2 separate regions of the Oryctolagus cuniculus genome follow, and region 1 is linked to region 2. The links are chromatin contacts, called in public Hi-C maps. All regions are on one chromosome and are shown on one strand. The core of a region is the stretch at or near the end of the contact, and the rest is flanking DNA. Distances in the headings are between cores, read along the strand shown.

The links. A called contact is a pair of places that touch in the nucleus more often than the background predicts.
Region 1: a contact with region 2 is called in a Hi-C map of an unstated tissue, with 2.9 times the contacts expected there. The contact joins the enhancer-like site here to the promoter of HMGB1 in region 2. A contact is called at or near these places in 2 of 6 Hi-C or Micro-C datasets (skin fibroblasts and an unstated tissue).

The regions. Positions count from the first base shown.
Region 1 is chr9:84,324,845-84,330,324 of mOryCun1.1, forward strand. It overlaps KATNAL1 (katanin catalytic subunit A1 like 1), which reads left to right. Exons shown (of 11, transcript NM_001171490.1): 3 at 3,437-3,605. Among named protein-coding and RNA genes, the nearest start is that of KATNAL1, 27 kb to the left of the region's middle. Within about 2 kb of position 1,632, at least 3 of the 8 cell types and tissues checked have an H3K27ac peak or open chromatin away from gene starts, as enhancers often do.
Region 2 is chr9:84,088,865-84,094,866 of mOryCun1.1, forward strand. It overlaps HMGB1 (high mobility group box 1), which reads left to right and starts at 4,345. Exons shown (of 4, transcript NM_001171281.1): 1 at 4,345-4,494; 2 at 4,648-4,793; 3 at 5,176-5,350. The coding sequence starts at 4,345.

The sequences.
Region 1 (5,480 bases), core at 382-2,881, 230 kb after region 2:
AAAGTTGGGGAAGTGAAGCAGGCACAGTAGCTCCTTCAGCGGAAGTCTTTACACCTGTCAGACAGAAGCGTGAGGCTGCACGAGATCCTGCTTCTTAATATGGTGTGGGACGAAGGAGTCTTCAAAAGCAGGCTCTTTCCCGTGGACTTCCCAGGACCGTGGGAAAGTGGTGCCGGAAGACGCACAGTCCCGTTTCTGCAGCGCAGTCTCTCATGGAGATTTGCCAGGCTCACACCCCGTAGGTTCAGCTTTGGATGTGAACTCCGAGTCTCCGTTGCTAGATCATGCCCCAAACTGTAGCAGTCCTGGTGTTTCATTTTTTAGCTCCCCAGATCTTTTGACTAGAGTTGTAATATATTTGCTGTTCAAAATGTTATGAAATACTGAGTAGGAGAAAAAACAAGCATTTACAGTTTGTAAGATTGAAGAATCAAAGTACAATAGCACCTAGGTATCTGCCTTACCCTCACTGCTCAGAGAGAAATACTGTCCTGAATTCGGGAATTTACCTTTCCCTCGCTTTTCTTTACACTTTGACTACTTATGCTTGTGTCACCAAATTATACCTTATTTTGCTTGCAGTCACAGTGTATATATTCTTTGAACTTGCTTGTTCACTCAGCATTACAGTCCTGAGATTCATCTGTTGTTATTGCATGTATCTGTAGTTCACATTCACTTGTGTATTGCATTCTGTTCTGTAAATATCTAATAATTTGTGTATCTATTCTGATAATGGACACTTGGGTTATTTCCAGGTGTTTATTGCAAGCAGTGCTAAGGGCATTTGCATATATTACCATTTAATATAGCTTGGAGTATTGGAATTTGGAGGAAATCCGGTTTATCTGCCTGTGATTGAATAAGGCTCTGTCTTCCCATTCCTGTAGGGAAATCTCAGATAGAGAACTGAGCACATGTTTTTTTTTATCTGCGGATCTAACCAATTATTCTGTATTTGAAATACTCTAAGCTAGTGCAGTATTGGCCGGTTTGGCCATTAGGGACGCAGTCAATGATGCTGTGTGACCCCTAAAGTCACTTTCTAAAGAGAGACTAGTAAGAGAAGCCTTGAGAATTTTATTGTTTACATAAGCCGGCAGCTGTCACTGGGTCCTTCAGTTGAAGCATGACATTGTGCAGTGATGCACTGATGGACAGAGGAGTACAGAACAGAATCACGGGTTTCCGCTGGGAAGTTGACAGAGTCTGTTACAGATGTAATATCAAACCGCAGTGAGATGGAACTGAAGACTTAGAAAACGCAGGCGTGCTTCCTGTGAGACACGGCGCTTGACACAGATGGCACATTGGCTTCTGCAGCAGTCCATTCGGCTCTTTGAGGAGACCATGGGAACCTTGAGTGGCAGGATGAGGTCAGCAGCAGCAGACGCTTGGAACACAACCCGCATATGAGCTTTGAAAAGACTCTTCTCCAACACAGCTTAACTGAGCTGAGCATGCAGCAAAATGGACTACAGCAGGGCTCCTAAGTGGCTGTTAAATCACCAGCCGGGCTGGGGAAAGCACAGGCTGGGAAGGCAGAAGGAATGTCTCAAGATTCGCTGCGCTGCAGCCCCAAGCAGCCAGGCCTGACCAGGCAGCCCCAGCAGCTGGGGAGCAGCCAGGCCTGCAGCTCGAAGGGCTCGGCTTGCTGTTTGTGAGCAGAGGCTTCAGGCTGGCCGTGGAGTCTAAAAAGCAGGACCACAAACAACGAGGGGCTATTTAAATAGCGGGCACAGCTGCTAACAAAAGGACAAATGTGATGTGTGTTCTGTGTGCAAGAGAGTGTTGGACTCATTTGATTGTCTTTGGCTATACCCAGGAATATGATTCAGGGAAGACATTTATGTATATGCACATAAATAAAGTTTCTAGCCCTTCATCAAAACAAAACAAAACTGAGTCAGAAAACAGTGATTGCTCTGAAATAACAGGGCAATCTAATATTTTTAGCATTTTATTCTTTACCAGTCTCATCACATTTTTATTTTATTGACAGAAAGCTTGAAAGACAATTAATGCCCTAGAACCAATGAAATAATAATGCTTTGAATTTCAGAATGTCCGTGGCCATTTTACTATGCACAATTCTTCACTATTTTCCCATGGATTTCTTTCACAAAATTCTGATTTATCTTTGTCTCCATGTAGGGCCAGCATAGTAGAGGCCATATACTACCTAATGGGCATTTAGTAAATATTTGTTTAACTGGACTGAACTCCAAAAATTAAGATGGCAGGATGTGGTATATGGCAGGATGGGCGTGTGTTCTCACTGTGCTTCTTCATCCTAATCCTCTGCAGTTTCCAGCAGCCTGAACATGCTGTACTTGGAGCTGCAGTGGGTTTGCCTTTTACCTTTTTTGCCATGAGTTTCAGCCTTCTTGGCTTTTCATCCATCTTCCAGTCTTGTGGATTCCTTGACTTGGGTACCTGTGCATCTTTTTAGATACCAGGAACAGAACTCCATGATGAGTTAGGTGAATTACAAGCCTGAAGCTGGAGAAGAGATGTTAGTAGAAATGGCTTAGGAATGAGAAAGGAATAGATATAGGACCCGAAGGGCTGCAGATCCAATGAAAAGCTATGGAGAAAGAAGATGTACTCAGAACACAGACGTAGTGACACTTCAAGAAAGAACTAAGACTAGACACAAGGTGATAGGGTCCCTCACTCAAGACCCAAAGAGAGACTGGTAAATACTTTGCCAAGAGAGTCCAAACTTTCCAACATGAAAGAGATCTGTTGTCATGTTCATGTAACAAAACATGTTACTTTGTATGCATAGTTGTGTTGATATACTTAACAAAAGTCTCAATCACATTTGGAGGCCTGTATAATTTAACAATCCTGTGATTTTTAACACTCTCAAAGCATGACAGTATTTTTCACATAAACCACTTTGTTTATGAGATCTCATTGTCAAGCCCTACCATGTGTAATTTGACGAATGAAATGTTGATTTTTTTTGCGGTACAGAAGCAGAGAAAATCATTATAAAAAGTAAGTTAGTAAACTGGGCAAATAGACATTACAAATTCCTGTCCTTTCAGAAAAAAGCTTTTAATGCTTTTTAAAAAGTTATTTATTCTTTGTTTGGGACAGTAATGATTAAAGTTATAGACTTTCCATTACACTATTGAGATTATTAAATAAGAATAGTCTGTATTGCCCTCTGTTGGTGATTAATAGTTACTTTTGACACAATAATTGCTGCTGTGTCATTTATATGTATGAGTGTTTAATAGTTGTATCAACCAGTATATTTTAGAGAAAATAAATCTTTAAAACCAACCTAATATCTGTGGCCATGAATTGATAAGAAGTGGAAAAATGAGATCTTGGGATTTTAGTTTTTAACAGTTTGATTGAGTAAGATGACATTGAAATACGAGTATCTCTGGTTAATTTTTGTTTTTGTTTTCTTTGTCAGAGCTCCACCTCAGATCAGGCGCCCGAATCGAGAAGTAAGACCTCTGAGGAAAGAAATGGCGGGAGTGGGAGCCCGGGGACCTGTGGGCCGAGCACATCCTATCTCAAAGAGTGAGAAGCCTTCTGCAAGTAGGGACAAGGACTGCAGAGCGAGAGGGAGAGATGACAAGGCAAGACTCTCTTTGTGATCCCCTCACTTGAAGCCCATGCCTTTTGGTGGATATTGGGATTTTTTGTTGGCTTTTCAAGGTAATGTGGTTTTGACTGGAAGAGTTGAAGTCTGATTCGAGGCCTATGCGGTCTTTGTGTTTTGAAGGCCATGCAAGAAGTATAGGAAATACCTATTAACACACAGAAAAACTTCCAGTGAACTGTGCCCTTTGTAGTAATTTTCAAAAGAAAGCTTTAAAACTGTTTTGAAAATGATCTTAATAAAGGTTTTTTGAGTTAAAATGGACAATAAAGGGAAACATAATTGTAGGGAAAAGACTTATAAGAGTATATGTGTATATTCACAGAATAAGAGGGATGATGTGTTTTACTACTGCTAGAAATAAAAAAAAATCTCTGACTTATCTGTAAATTATAGGATAGAGCAGGATCAGGATTTTTTTTTTCTTAATGAGAAGATTTTCTTGGCTAGTGTTCATTGTGCATATTTGTTTACTTGGAAAATTGAGAGGTGAATAAGCACAGCACAGGGAGGAAATTCTGGTTGCCCTTAAAACCGATTTCAAAACAGTGGGTTGAAGATCCCCTTACAGAGTAAGGAGCTGGCTCTGATGATCTGATATATCTCTTAGCCTTACTTTTAGTGAAGAGAGACTAACAGGGTGACACTGCTTCCCATTTGCATCATGATATCATGAATGAATGATGAGCTGTTTGGCCACAGAGAAGTAATATTTTACAAGTTAGTAATCACAGGAGCTGCCATCACATTCATGCTGTGATATGTATAATGAAGATATAATTTATAACCTATAGCAAGTGGTTATCCTTCAAAATGCTATGCTGTATTTGAGTATTTTTTTACTGCAAATAATTTTGATCAGTAGTTAAGGACTATAAGACCGACTTCCTAAAAGCCTTGTGAGTGTTTAGTACTGATAGAAAAAAAACTGACGTTTTCTGAATATTTCTTTTCATGAGATAGACTCAAAGGTGTATTCAACATCTCTGCCTCAGCAGGACAAAAGTCAGTTTTTTTTTTTTTTTTTTTCTGTTGTTTATTTGTTTGAAAGACAGTGACAGGCAGAGAAGACAGAGATTTCCCATCTGCTGGTCACTCCCTAAATGCTCACAGCAGCTTCGACTGGGCTTGGCTGAAGCCAGGGACTGGGAGCGCAGTCCAGGTCTCCCATGTGGGTGACAGAACTTGAGCCCTTGCCCGTGTCCCCCAGGGTGCTGGAATTGGTAATGGAGCTGGGAACTGAATCCAGGCATTCCGATGCAGGGTGTGGGTGTCTTAATGGCTATGCCAAATGCCTGCCCCTTGATATTTTTTTTAATGTTTGTAGTTTTCTTGGAACTTTTATGTCATAAAATAGTGACTCAATCTCACATTCTTTTTGGGACTAGTGAGAGGTACTAATAAATCAATTTTTGCTGCTGATGAAATTGAACAGGTTCTCTGCCATTGTGAAAAGCTGGGTAAATGCATACTTGACAATCTGTATCTTAAGTATCATCTTTTGCTGCTTTTTCTGTGCCTGATTGCATTTTGGAGAATAACATGAGGACTGAAATGCAGTCCTCACTCTACTGGTAGCTTTTAGGTAAAATTTCAAATAGTGTGAGGAACTTTAGCCTTTAATTTCATGTCACACAGAGAAGAATTGTGGCCATGGGTTGTTGGATGCTGCCTTGCAGGGCACCATTGAGATGACTGTATAGTAATTCATGAAACAGCATCGCGAAGCAGCATCCTACTATCCCCGTATTACAGGTAAAGAGACTGGGGTACAGAGAACTCAGAGGTCTTAGGGTTGGGAATAGTCTGGAAGAATGAAATTTTGTAAAGTCACTTAGCTTTTTCCCATTTA
Region 2 (6,002 bases), core at 3,095-5,594:
GGCACTGTGTCACAATGGGTTAACACCCTGGCCTGAAGCACTGGCATCCCATGTGGGCGCTGATTCTAGTCTCGGCTGCTCCACTTCCCATTCAGCTCTCTGCTGTGGCCTGGGAAAACAGTGGAAGATGGCCCCCCTGCACTGGTATGGGAGACCTGGAGGAAGCTCCTGGCTCCTGGCTTTGGATCAGGGCAGCTCCGGCCGTTGCGGCCAGTTGGGGAGTGAGCCATCGGATGGAAGACATCTCTCTCTCTCTCTCTCTCTCTCGCTCTCTTTCTCTCTGCCTCTCTCTCTGTGTAACTCTGACTTTCAAATAAATAAATAAAAATCTAAAAAAAATTTTAACTTAAGAATAAAATTTGACTAGCAGGGAGAGGTAAGTATACTTGAAAATAACACAAAAGTTAACTTTAGATGTTGAGTTTTTAAACACTGGGTGTGCATTATATCAATTTATAAAGTCTTTAATATTATAGTCTTTTTCATGTGCATATATGGTACATTGTCCATTCATGAAAACTACAATCCCTGAGACCAAGAGTGTATTTTTAAAAAAATGAACATCAAAACTATGGGGCAGCAAAGGTGATCCATGCCTATTTTCAAATAGCTTCCTAAACAAATAACATTTGGTTATGGATGTTCAGAAATGATATAAAAAGCAAATTAACACAAGGTCAGTGACTTAACTTCAGGCTGTTAGTTTTGGGGGACTTGGTTTTTGGATTTAGAAGTGAAGGAAATACAATCAAGAGAGTAGAAAAAAAAAGGGGAAGTCTGTTTAACCGAACAGGGGTGCGGTCCGCCCGGGCTAAAAGGCAGAGCTAGGAGCAGTTTCCTAAGGGCCGCTGGGAGCCGGCGGTCCTCGGAGCTGGCCAGCACAGCTCGCACATTTGCCCTGCAGGCTAAGCGTGTCGTGGAGAGCAGCCAGCCTGGCGAGCTGGAGAGGCCACAGCCCGTGGATTTGGGCATAGGCACCCTCCTCCGCCTGCATCTAATCCTTCGGGTAACAATATACCCACAACCCCTGTAATCCTAGAGCAGTTACGGGGATGCACTAAGTGGTGCGATGGGACGAAAAGATAGCATCACAAGGATTCGTTTGATTATAACAGTAATCCACACCGGGTCAAATAAAACAGCCAAACAGTTAAAAAAATGTGGTCTCTAATGAATTTGCTAATTCTAGCAGGCCCTCACAACACATTTCCTGCTATACTACCCCCTATCAAAACGAAGTGGCTGTGCTTTAATTACAGGGCATTAATTATTTGATTTCCAGGAAGTTTAAACAGTGCTTTGTATTTAAATAAAAAGTTCGAGACATGCCGTGAAACTCGAGCAAACCAAGAAAAGGGGTGAAACCGAATGCCTGCTCGGTGAGCGAAGGTTCCAGCCGCTCGGCGAGCCTGGCGGGACGGCTTCGGAGCCCGGGAGAGGGGCATTTTAAAACCCACTGGCAGCACGGGATCGCTTTCTTGCAGAAGCCTGGCCTTTCCCGGGACCTGAGGTGATCTGCAACCCTAGGCGGGTGCAGGGGCTCCAGACGCTGCTGCCCGCGCCCCTCGGCGCGGGCGGAGACCCCCGTCTCGGGGGGAAGGGTCTCGAGCGTCGCCCCCACTCCTGAAGCGCCATCCAAAGCCTGGGGCCTCTTATCTCAACGGCTTTGGGCGTGAGTGTGGGGTAGGAAGGGGGGGGGAGGCCTGTGGGTGTCTCTTTTGCCTGAGGAGTTGGAGACACTTGTGGAAAAGTCAGGCCCTTTTCGCTCCGGCGGCCGCTCCGGTGTGGGGCTGGCTTGGGTTAGACACATGCACACATACACCATAGAGCTCTGCTTTGCCGTAGCAGCTGCTGCCTCTGCCTCTGCCTCTCCCGCCTCAGCCTCTTTGCCCGGCATACACACACATTCAGATTTGCGCGCTGTTTCAATCCTTGATGACGTGTCCCCGGAGACAGCCAATAGCAAACGGGCTCTGGTCAGGACAATGGGAGGTATCGGACCAATGAGCGGGCCCCGTGAGTTGGCGGTAGCCAATAGGAGGCGCGCTGGCTGGAGAGTAATGTTACAGAGCGGAGAGAGTGAGGAGGCTGCGTCTGGCTCCCGCTCTCACAGCCATTGCAGTACATTGAGCTCCATAGAGACAGCGCCGGGGCAAGTGAGAGCCGGACGGGCACTGGGCGACTCTGTGCCTCGCTGAGGGTGAGTCTGGGGCAGCGCCGCGGCGGGGAGAGCGCCTCCGGCAGCTCCCCTGCCCGCGCGGCGGCCGGATCCCCGCGGCCGGGAGCCGGCGGGTCAGGATCCACACAAAGGCAAATGAGGGGGGACCGTGGGGGGAACTGCGCACGGAGCGAGCCTCTGCCGGGGCGCCGGGGACGCTGCCCCGCGCCGGAGCCCCGGCCCTCAGGCTGCCTGAGGCGCCGGGAGCCCTGCGCCCCACGACTTTCCACCCCCGGTGGCGTCCGCGCTGACTGGCGCAAAAAAAAAATTTTTTTTTTTAATTAAAATTGTTAGCGTGTGTCGGCCCCCCGGGCCGAGCGTTCGGGCGGGCGGCGTGCGCGGAGCGCGGCCGGGGCGGCGGGGCCGGCGGCGCGGCGCGGTGGCGGCGGCGGCGGGCAGCGGCGGCGCTTCCCGGGCTGCATTGGCCGCCGCGGCCGCCGCAGCGAGCCCGGACGCCGGCGGGGAGCGCGGCCGGGCCGGGCCGCTGGGCGGGCGGGCGGGGCGCGCCGCTGCGGGCGAGGGCGGCGCGGGTGGGCCGGGGGCGGCGGTGCGGGCCCCGGCCTCGGCCCGGGCGCGGCGGCGGCGGCGGCGGCGGCGGGGGGGAGCGGCGCCGCTGCGCTCGCTGGAACATGGCTGACTCGGGCCCGGCGCTGCTGGCTGGAGAGAAAACAAGGCGGGCGGGCGGGCGGGCGGGGGAGCTGGGCGCAGCAGTTCCGAGGCAACTTTTTTTTTCCTCCCTCTTTTCACAGCCCCGCGTCCTCCGTGCGGGGGCGGCGGGGCGCGCGGGCCGCGCGGAGGGAGCCGGGGAGCGGCGGGCGGGTGGGCCCGCGCGCGGCGGCCCCCACCCGGCGGGGGGAGGGGAGCGGTGGGGGGAGGGCCCGGCCGCGCGCCCCCCGCCCCTCCCCCCGGCCTGTAATGGCCGAGTGTGTGCGCCAGAGCGCGGCGCGCACCCCGCCCGCCGCCGCCCGCACTCGCACCACACACTCGCGCTCTCTCTCTCTCACACACACACACACACACATACACACACAAAGGGAAGGAGCCATATTCGCGCTCGCCCTCGCGGCGGCGGCGGCGCAGGCGGGGAAGACGCGCAGCGGCCATTCCGTGCGCCGGCCCCGGCGGCCGCGGGCGGAGCCAGCCCCCATTTCGAGCGGGGCTTCTCTCTCTCTCTCCCTGCGCGCCGCGCCTGACAAAATGGGGGCGGCGGCGCGAGCGAGCCTGCGGGGCCTTCCGGGCGCACGTGGCGGCCTCGGGCCTGCGAGCCGAGCCCGCGCTGCCGCCGGCCCTCGCCTCGGCGCGCGGCCGCCGCCGCCCGCCGGAGTTGCGGGCCCCCGCGCGGGAGTCCCCCCAACTCGCAGGGGCCCGAGCAACGCGCCCCCGTCGGGGCGGGAGCGGGGGAGGGGGCCCGCGAGCCCCGCGCAGGAGTGGCTTTTGTCCCTCATCCTTGTTTACTCGGAGAAACTTCAGACCGGACGTGTTTAGTCAGGGCAGAAACACATCTCGGGGCCAAAGCGATAGGAAGCGGAGCCGCCGCCGCCGCCCCAGCCCGGGCGCTCGCGCAGGAGCCCCGCGGCTCCTCCCTGCTCCCGGCGAAGTTTGCTGCAAAGAGGATTTTTTTTTTTTTTTTAAGCAATTGGGAAAACTTTAGATGCAGGGCGATTTTTTTTTTTTTTTAGGCCTCCTCACTTGGAAGGGTTTACTCACACTCAGGCTCGCTTGTTCCTTTGCTTAGGGCAGATCCACACATGGGCAGCGTGAGTTTTCTGACCTTTGGGTTTGTTGGTTAAAAAGGGTGTTGGGAATTTGCAGACCTGTTTGGATGACTGGGCTGAGGGACTCAGAACAGACCCAGGCAGCTGAATCACGAATACTGTGTGTGTGTGTGTGTGTGTGTGTGTGTGTATGCCCTTGTATCTGGACTTAGATCGCTCCCCGAAGGATCGGGTGTTTTTTCGTTTTTTGTTTTTTAACTTGGCGTAGCCCCTTCTAGGAATTGGCTACCATTGCTGTAACTGGTACCTTGATTTTCGTGCAGACCCTAAGCACTTTAAGCTCTTAAATGTCACCATTTCATTGCTAACGTGCAAACACTTTTTTTTTCTCCACAAGAAAAATAACTAAACATGGGCAAAGGAGATCCTAAGAAGCCGAGAGGCAAAATGTCATCATATGCATTCTTTGTGCAAACTTGCCGGGAGGAGCATAAGAAGAAGCACCCAGATGCTTCCGTCAACTTCTCAGAGTTTTCTAAGAAGTGCTCAGAGAGGTGGAAGGTAAGAGGCCTTTAAAGCACACCAACAAGATCATAAAACAGTTAATGATTTCCAAATTAGGATGGGGGGGGCTAGCTGGCTATTTTCATAATGTGCGTCCATAAACAGTAAAACTTCTTTATCAACTTTAGCTTACAAATAATTCTTTTGTAGACCATGTCTGCTAAAGAGAAGGGAAAATTTGAAGACATGGCAAAGGCGGACAAGGCTCGTTATGAAAGAGAAATGAAAACCTATATCCCTCCTAAAGGGGAGACAAAAAAGAAGTTCAAGGATCCCAATGCGCCCAAGAGGCCTCCGTAAGTATTTTGCCTCTTTTTAAGTTTTGAAGATGTGTCTTATGGTCAAATTTGGTAGTTAACTAAAACAGTTGGATGGGGGTGTGAAGCAGAGTGCGTAGAATTAGACACTCGCATCCTTTGCTGAGCGCATCCCCTAATAGGATTTTGTCCTATTATTTAATGAAAAATAATACTTTGCAGATGTTCTGGAGTTCTAACTAGGCTAAATTAAGAAACTACGCTGTTCTGGGTAGCTGAGGGTTAGTTAGCATATGCTAATATTTGCACCTTCTTAAATGCATAGTAGAAGTAGGCAGCGGTTTGTCTAGTGCTGCAGTCCCCATTTGATAGCATTTGTGTGTGATCTGTTCTCCTTAACATCTTCACATTGCTCTTTCAGTTCGGCCTTTTTCTTGTTCTGTTCTGAGTATCGCCCCAAAATCAAAGGAGAGCATCCTGGCCTGTCCATTGGTGATGTTGCAAAGAAACTGGGAGAGATGTGGAATAACACTGCTGCAGATGACAAGCAGCCCTACGAGAAGAAGGCTGCCAAGCTGAAGGAAAAGTACGAGAAGGTAAGAAGTGTGTGGGTTTGCTGGTGCGGTGTCGGACGTGCCACGTGTTGGATGATCATGCTGGACTCCTCATCCTGATTTCCTGTTTCCTTATGGATTTCCAAGAGTTCGAGCTATAATAGTGTTTAGTGTAACTATTAAGAAGTGCTTCTCCGTATTTCAAATATGGAGAATCAAAACTGTAGGCATAGGTAAAGGCTGTATATTTAAGTTGGTCTTGATAGTCCACATTGTCTCCAAATTTATGAATGTGGAGATTTTGGTGATTACTTTGCAAGAGCAATTACTGTTCTAAAATGATCAGATAGAACAAAAAACTAAGCTGGACAAAGTTAATACCAGTTCTGGGTTTCATGGACATGCCCTGAAACATGTGTTCCTTTAGATAACACAACAAAAGCTTGTATGGTTAAATTTCAAGTTTGTTGATCTGTGTAGCTTAAAAAAAAGCTATATCTCCTATACTTTAAATTGAAATACTAAGTACTTGAAGTTAAATTTTAGCTTTTGTAGTTATTTATTCTTAAAAAATATGTATTTCTAAATGTTTCTTAATCCAGTTGCATGCTTACTGAAAAGTTGCCCCCTTTTTTTGAAGTTAGCATTTTCTGCTGTGAGTTGGGGTCTGGCAGTATAAACCTGTAGAATGCAT